2 separate regions of the Callithrix jacchus genome follow, and region 1 is linked to region 2. A link is a contact called in public Hi-C data. All regions are on one chromosome and are shown on one strand. The core of a region is the stretch at or near the end of the contact, and the rest is flanking DNA. Distances in the headings are between cores, read along the strand shown.

Region 1 (4,289 bases), core at 1,605-4,104, 170 kb after region 2:
GAGATCATGCCACTGAATGATCTCCAGCCTGGGTGACAGAGACTGTGTCTCAAAACAAAACAAAACAGGGTGGGTTAGAGGTAATAGCTACATATATATTCTTGTACAATCAAAGCCCACCCCATGATGGATTCACCAGAAAGCAGTTAGTGGAGTTGCCTCTAGGAGGGAGAAAGAGACTTTGAGCAAGAGAGAGACTTGCTTTTAATTGTCTGCCCCTTAGTATTTGTGATGTGTCTATTTTTAAAAACCATTTACAAGTATTACCTTGTTTAATTTAAGAAACCAATTTTTAAAGGTAATATGAATAAATAAAAAGAACAAAAAGGGAGCCAGCTAGAATCCTACAAAGAGAATCATTTTGGTACCTAACCTTCCAGAGTGTATGTGTGGGTGTGTGTGTGTGTACATGTGCACAGAATGTCCCAATGAAACTGTATAATAGTATTTTACCAGTAAAATGGACAGACATTACCCAGGACCTGCTTGAGTTTTTCAAAGTTATAGCTATTCTCAGAGGTTATTAACTCTGAAAAGGATTTGTATGTTATTGGGATGCTTATGTGTGTTCGGGATTGTTAGACAGTCTGCCATCTGCACCTAGTATCTTGGGACCATCATCCCAGGTCATGGAATGCCCACCCTGTGTTCTCCCTGTGGCCCTGTGATGCCCAAAGTCAGTCCTGAGGGGCTGGCCATGCAGTCCACGTCCTCTGGCTATGGCTCAGCCCCGGCTCCTGTCCTCTCTGCTTTTCCCTCAGCTACAGAAGCTCCTCCTGGCCACATCCTACCCAACATCAAGCTCTGACACCCAGAAGGAAGGGACCGCCTGGCGCCAGGCAGGCCTCAGATCTAAAAGTCAACGGCCTTGTGTCAAGGTATTTCTTCACATGCCCCCAAATCTGCCCCAGGTGCCTGCTGGGCCCGTAGCCTCCAGCTCTAGTGGAGAATAGCAAGTTCAGTCAACTACCAATATCTCTTCCCACTCATCCCACAGTCCTTGTAGCTGGTGTCCTGGGCACTGCTTCTGGAGATCCAGCCCAGTTTGGGGTTCCAGAAGGAGCCCTGGACTTTCTCACACTTCAGTGTTGCAGACACTGGTAGGTGTTAATGCAGGTCAGAGCCAGGATGAGGAAAGCATGGCCAGCCTCTGGAGGATTGTGTTCTAATGGTGTGACAGACCAAAACACAGGACAGCCTGGCTGCAGAGGCCACAGTAAATAGTTGGGATTTTTTTCCCCACCTCAGGGAGCCATTGGAGAGTTTAAGGCTCTGTCATGGACATCCAGGGTCAAAGAACACCCCTTTTCCTCTTTAAGCCTCATCTTCCAGCTCTAACAAAGAGAGGTGTAATGGGTGGTTTCCAAGGGGTCCTGTCCCCCAAAGGCTACACACGACCCTTCCTCTCCTGGGTCCTGCACCCTCCTCTTGGGGACTGTTGCATGTAATCCTACATCCTCAGAGGCAGAATCAGCTTCCTCTCAGATAGCAGCTTCCTCTCAGATAGCCTCTCCCTTGCCGGGGCTCCTCTGGGGGATGAGTCCCTATGCTCCCTCCCTATTTGTCCTGGCTGACCCCCCCAAAACAAAGGTCCACCCTCTCGTGCCTCACTCTGTTGAGGGGGCAGCAGCCAAGCCCCATTGTGAGCCAGCCCTTTGCCCTCTGGGAGCCTAGGAAGCTCCCCAGAGAGGTAAGACACATCCTACAGCCATTGCTAGAAAGTCCCAGCAAAATGATGAGTCCCACTGGCAGGAAAGCCCCGCTGTGGACAAGTGGGACGAATAAGACTGGAGAGAGACTGGCTGGTGTGAGTGTAAAGGACCTCATATCCCCAGCCAGGGAGCCTCCCCTTTATCCTGTGGGCACTAGGAGCTACCGACTTTTTGTTTTTTTAGACTTCATTGAGGTGCAATTTACATACATAAAAGCCACCTATTGTAAAATACAATTCTATAATTTTTAGTAAACTTAACAGCCATGCAGTTAGGACCATTATCCAGCTTTAGAACATATCTATCATTCAGGCCAGGCACAGTAGCTTATGCCTGTAATCCTAGCACTTTGGGAGGCTGAGGCGAGTGGATTACTTGAGCTCAGGAGTTCCAGACTGGCCTGGCCAACATGGTGAAACCCTGTCTTTCCTAAAAAATGCAGAAAATTACTTGGGTGTGGTGGCACATGCCTGTAATCCCAGCTACTCGGGAGGCTGAGGCAGGAGAATCACTTAAACCTGGGAAGTGGAGGTTGCAGTGAGCCAACATCGCACCATTTTACTCCAGCCTAGGCGCAGAGTGAGATTCTGTCTCAAAAACAAAAACAAAAAAACTCCATCATCCCAGAAGAATTCCCCAGTGCTCATTTGCAGGAGTCCTTCCTGCAGCCCCAGGCTACCATGAATCTACTGCCTGGCTTTTGGTTGAAGGATATGGAGCAGTGGGGTGCAATGGTCAGAGTGGGGCTTTGTCAGTGAATCTGGAAGGATGCGGAAGGGTGAAATTCCATGACTCAGAGCTGTTAGGAGGCTGGTCATTCCTCATCCACTGAGCGTGGCCAGGTGCCCAGCTCTGTGTGGGAGGCTAGGGACGGAATGAAGGAAACTTGGCTGTTCCCATGATCCAGGTGAGACATACTGTGCTGGCCAGTGGCCATGCGGCTGAGGCATGCAGGAGTGTTTGGGCCCCCTTCCTCACTCTGGCCTCTCTCCCTCTAGGTGGACAGCACCCAAGACAAGAAGGCTCTCGCCACGCAGTCTCAGAGCCGGAGTTGCACAGAACTGCATAAGCACCTCACCTCGGCGCCGTCCTGCCTGCAAGATAGAGGTCTGCAGCCACTACGCCTCCAGAGTCCCCGGCTCCCTGCCAAGGAGGATGAGGAGCCGGGTGAGGACTGCCCGAGCCCCCAGCCAGCTCCAGCCTCTCCCCGGGACTCCCTAGTGCCGGGCAGGGCAGACCCCGGTGCCCAGTTTTCCCAGGAAGACATGCAGGCGATGGTGCAACTCATTCGCTACATGCACACCTACTGCCTCCCTCAAAGGAAGCTGCCCCCACAGGCCCCTGAGCCAGCCCCCAAGCCCTGCAGCAACCCCTCCCAGCAGGTCAGATCCCGGCCCCGGCACCCCTCCAAAGCCTCCTGGGCTGAGTTCTCCATTTTGAGGGAACTTCTGGCTCAAGACGTGCTCTGTGATGTCAGCAAACCCTACCGTCTGGCCACGCCTGTCTATGCCTCCCTCACACCTCGGTCAAGGCCCAGGTCCCCCAAAGACAGCCAGGCCTCCCCTGGTCACCCATCCTCAGTGGAGGAGGTGAGGATTGCAGCTTCACCCAAGAGCACTGGGCCCAGACCAAGCCTGCGCCCACTGCGGCTGGAGGTGAAAGGGGAGGTCCACCGGCCTAGCAGGCTACAGCCGGAGGAGGAGGAAGACGAGGAAGAAGAGGAGGAGGAAGAGGAAGAAGAAAAAGAGGAGGAGGAAGAGGAGGAGTGGGGCAGGAAAAGACCAGGCCGAGGCCTGCCATGGACGAAGCTGGGGAGGAAGCCAGAGAGCTCCGTGTGCCCCGTGCGGCGTTCTCGGAGACTGAACCCTGAGCTGGGCCCCTGGCTGACATTTGCTGATGAGCCACTGGCCCCCACGGAGCCCCAGGGTGCTCTGCCCTCGCTGCGCCTGGCTCCCAAGGCCTATGACATAGAGCGGGAGCTGGGCAGCCCCACGGATGAGGACAGTGGCCAAGACCAGCATCTCCTACGGGGACCCCAGATCCCTGCCCTGGAGAGCCCCTGTGAGAGTGGGTGTGGGGACACGGATGAGGACCCCAGCTGCCCGCCGCTCCCTCCCAGAGGTAGTCAGAGTTGGTGGTCTGCAAGGAGGGGGCAGGGATGGGGTGCAGCATGCCCCTTCTGCACTGGGAGCCAGGAGCCCTGTGTTCTGTGGGGTTGGACAAGTCCCTTCCCCTCTGGCTTTCAGCTTTTCTTTGGCTAGTTGGAGCGGATCTTCAGAAGAACATCCATGCAGCTGTGAGTTTTCATCATGCATGGGCCAGGTGCCACTTAACAAATTAAGCAGGCAGTCCAAAGTAAGCAGAAAAGGAAGATAATTCCAAATTGCAGTAGGTACCGTAAAGAAGACTCACTGGGGATAATGTGACAGAAGCATGAGTCTATAAATTCAGCTCCACAATGCAGCTAGAGTCTTAAACACTGCTAAGAGCAGTAATGATAACTAACAGTTATCCATTGCTTACTTACCGTGCTGGCACTGGTCTCAGATTAACACAGATTGTCCCTATTGAGTCCTC
Region 2 (4,341 bases), core at 694-3,193:
AGGAACAAAGTGCACACTGAAGGGCAGAGACTTTGTTTATCTGCTTCCCCTCAGTTACCAAGTCCCTAAACTCCCTCTTTAGCAAGGAAAAGACAGTGACTTAGTATATGTAAACTTGAGCAAGGCAGTGGACAAGCAGGTGCATATTCTCATGGTCAAGCATGATGGGAAACTGTGAGATGGATTCAAGGGCCATCAGTAAGAGACTGGCACCCAAGCAATTTTAGCGAATTGGTTCTCACACAGAAAGACGCTTTGCCCCATGATTTTTTATTACTAAAATTTAATATCTTGAGATCAGCGCCCACATCTTCTTGATTTTAATTATTATTATTTATTTATTATTGATGAGGGGCTTACTATGTTGCCCAGGCTGGTCTTGAACTCCTGGCCTCAAGCGATTCTCCTGCTTCAGCCTCCCACCACAGCCTCCTGAGTTGGTGGAATTACAGGGTTGAGCCGCCACACCTGGACCACCTTTTCTGAAAACGCCTCTCTTCTCTAGTTGGGACGCTCCCTCTTAGGATAAGCCTAGGATAGTTACTTAGTGCAAAGAGGCACTGCTATTTCCCATATCCTGAAGGACAAAAACCTAGGAATCCTCATTAGGTGACCTGCAGTTTCTGGCACTGCCACATGAGGGCACTGTTGAAAAAAGCTGCTCTGCTGCCTAGAGGCAGTCCCCGCCGACCACATCTATTGGCGCCTGAAAGTACCACCTGCAGACACAAACCCTCACACATGCCACACAGACACACGCCACACACACACACACACACACCACACAGGCCAGGTGCAGTCTATACCCCCTATAGAAACCGCTTTATTGATCCAGGCATGTTCCATGTGGCTAGTTCTGCGTTTGTTACTCAGGGGCCTTCGGGAAAGGGAAGACACCTCCCACATAGCTACGGTCACTCCATTACACACTGAACATCTGGTGTTGCAACTTTTTATTTATTTACACACACTCTCAAATACAATTGTTTACGCATTTGCCAACAGGGTGCTAGGGTAGCTAGGTTAGGACTAGTTTCCCCACTTAGTTATAAACTCTTCCTAGAAGTAGCAGCCTCCCAAGCTCTTGCTCTTTCCAGGCTGCACCGGTGGGCAGTTCTTGGTTGGGGGCTGCACAGCACCTGTTCCTCCTCCAGAAAACACCCCAGTTCCATGAAGGGAAAGTGTCTCCTCTCCCCACAGCCTTGGGAAGGGGGTCATTCTTGGCTCCTGCCTCCCACTGCTGGTCTCCAATTGAAGGCAAAGGAGTCAAATCCTTCCTCTCCTCACCTCCTAGGCAAATCAGTGGGAAATGCATTATTTAAAATGCTGTTGCTGGGTGTGGTGGCTCACACCTGTAATCCCAGCACTTTGGGAGACCTAAGTGGGTGGATCACCGGAGTTCCAGAGTTTGAGACCAGCCTGGTCAACATGGTGAAACCCCATCTCTACTAAAAATACAACAACAACAACAACAAAATTTAACCAGGCGTGGCGGCAGCTGCCTGTAATCCCAGCTACTCAGGAGGCTGAGGCAGGAGAATCACTTGAACTTGGAGGCAGAGGTTGCAGTGAGTCAAGACCATGCCATTGCACTCCAGTCTGGGCAACAAGAATGAAACTCTGAAAAAAAAAAGCTATTTCCCAGGACTTTGACTCTGCAAGGAAAAGGAAACAGTTTCTGGCCATTGTCCTTGTAGCAATAGCAGTTGTGGAGTGGCCATTTACAGCATCCTGACCTATGTCCCTGTTGAAGGCAGTGACGGCTTTTCCTGCTTCCTGCTTCTTGGCCCTTCAGAGTTTCCTTAATTTCTGCTAACCTACGTCTTTCATCAATTTTGTAAGTTTCCACTGGTCTTCAAACAAAAGCAACACCCCTTCTCTTTAGCTTCTGGCGCTTGTAGAACCTTGTCTGACAAACCGGAGAGAATCAAAGAGGTCTCTCCCCTTTTCACCTTCAAGGGGTGCCCCTTATGCCAGCTGCAGTGGCTCATGCCTGTAATCCCACCACTTTGGGGGCTGAGGGGGGCGGATAACTTGATGTCAGAAGTTCAAGACCAGCCAGATCAACATAGTGAAACCTGTCTCTACTAGAGATATAAAAATTAGTAGGGCATGGCGGCAATGCCTGTAATTACAGCTACTCAGGAGGCTGAGGCAGGAGAGTCACTTAAACCCAGGAGGCAGAGGTTACAGTGAGTGGAACTCATGCTATTGCACTCCAGCCTGGGTGACACAGCGAGAGACTCTGTCTCAAAAAACAAAAACCAAAAAACTATGTGCCCCAGTTCATTCTTCAGGAGGATAGTTTGGGTCCCTCTCTCAAGGCAGATGTCCACCTTGCTTCATATGAATCTTCATAGAAACACACACACACACACACACACAATATGCAAAATCCCAAAATGTTAGCCATGTTAGCCAGGGTGCTGAGATTATTGGAGGGTTTCATTTTCCCTTTTTGCTCCTCCTGAAAATGTTTTTGCCATGTCTATACACTCCATTTATGATTAAGAGTAACAACATTTATAAGTGTGTTTTTTAATCGTTATAGAGAAACTGAGACATTTAGAAAAGGTCAATAAGACTCTTTTTCATGCTAAAGAAGTGAGCCCCTGTCCCTGCAGGGACTGCCCTTGAGAAGACTTGGCTGGCACTGCCTCTGCTGTTATCACCCCTCCGGTATGGGTGTATTTATTGACAGAGCCTGGGCTGATATCCCAGTTGGCTTTGTGGCATGCATGACTCCAGGCAAGTCCTTGCCTCTCTTAGGCCCTGGGTCTTCCCACATAAACAAGGAGGGGATGGGACTAAGTGACCTTTCAGAGTTTTGCTGCTCAGTTCTGGGGCCTTGTTGAAGGTCATTGCCTGCAGGAAGCGGCATCTGAGGAGAAGCTGGAATCACACTCTCTGAGTGGAAAGGTGCTGGAGATGTCCCACATCGTCAGTGCTCTCTGAGCTGCATATGAGAAAAACCCACTTTAAACTGGCTTAAGTAAAAAAGGAATTTATTGGTTCATGTACCTGAAAAATTAGATCTAGACTCAGGCTTGGCTGGATCCAGGGAATGAAAGGGTGTCATCAAGACTTCGTCTCTCTTAGTTTCTTCTGCTGTTTTTTTTTTTTTTTTTGAGATGAAGTTTCACTCCTGTTACCCAGGCTGGAGTGCAATGGCGTGATCTCAGCTCACCGCAACCTCCGCCTCCTGGGTTCAGGCAATTCTCCTGCCTCAGCCTCCCGAGTAGCTGGGATTACAGGCACGCACCACCATGCCCAGTTAATTTTTTGTACTTTTAGTAGAGACGGGTTTTCACCATGTTGACCAGGATGGTCTCGATCTGTTGACCTCGTGATCCACCTGCCTCAGCCTCCCAAAGTGCTGGGATTACAGGCTTGAGCCACGGAGCCCGGCCTCTTCTACTGTTTTCCTTTGCCTGTTTCATCTTAAGGCAGGCTCTTCCTGTGCCCAGGCAGTGCAGCCACCAGCAGTGTTCACACCTTGCCAACTTAATACCCGCCACGGGCTCCAGCAGAAGTCCCAGTGTTGACTCTCACTGGACTCTATTAAGTGATATGCCCATCACTGAACTGGTCACTCAGTAGAGCCGGGGAATAGAGTCTATTGATTGGCCAGACCTGGAGCATGTGCCTGCCTCTGATGTCGGGAGGTAGGTGAGTGTCATATCTTTTGGTCTAAGAGTTGAGGAGGGGCAGTTCTCCAAAGGCATGTCAGAAGCTGCTACCAGCTGGGGACAGGATGCTGGGAAGGAAAGAGCCCATAGAGATCCACTCAGGTTCATATCCATCCGTCTCAGCAAAGCGAGCTCCCCAGACTGGCTTTGGCCTCATCACTATCATCATATGGGAGCTTGTTAGAAAGGCAAATTCACAGGTCCAAACCTACAGGCAATTCTGATGCATGCTAAAGTTTGAAAAACACTGATGGAAACCAGTGGATCTGGCCCCTGACTTCCATCAGAATCCCCTGGGTTGAGAGTGGGCCCCACTCTCTCAACCAATTTTATCAGGAAAAGTCGGGGGACCAGGTCCAGTCATTAGCGCTTTTTTTTTTTTTGAGACAAAGTCTCACTCTATCACCCAGGCTGGAGTGTAATGGTACAATCATAACCCAAACTCCTGGGCTCAGGCGAGCCTCCCACCTCAGCCTCCTGACTAGCTGGGACCACAGGTGCATGCCACCATGCCAGACTAATATTTTAATTTTTTTTTTTTTTTTGTAGACCACTTGGGCTAGTCTTAAACTCCTGCTTCAAGCAGTTCTCCTGCCCTGGCCTCCTAAAGCACTGGGATTACAACGTGAGCCACCACGCTGACCTGATGTTT

The links. Hi-C and Micro-C count contacts between places; a contact is called where the count stands out from the background.
Region 1: a Hi-C map of induced pluripotent stem cells shows a contact between it and region 2, with 3 times the contacts expected there. The contact joins two enhancer-like sites. A contact is called at or near these places in 3 of 3 Hi-C or Micro-C datasets (induced pluripotent stem cells and skeletal muscle).

The regions. Positions count from the first base shown.
Region 1 is chr2:48,536,902-48,541,190 of calJac240_pri, forward strand. PPARGC1B (PPARG coactivator 1 beta) reads left to right here. Exons shown (of 10, transcript XM_035288355.3): 3 at 2,711-3,833. Among named protein-coding and RNA genes, the nearest start is that of PPARGC1B, 99 kb to the left of the region's middle. Within about 2 kb of position 2,855, at least 2 of the 16 cell types and tissues checked have an H3K27ac peak or open chromatin away from gene starts, as enhancers often do.
Region 2 is chr2:48,363,973-48,368,313 of calJac240_pri, forward strand. No RefSeq gene overlaps it. Among named protein-coding and RNA genes, the nearest start is that of PPARGC1B, 74 kb to the right of the region's middle. Within about 2 kb of position 1,944, at least 2 of the 16 cell types and tissues checked have an H3K27ac peak or open chromatin away from gene starts, as enhancers often do.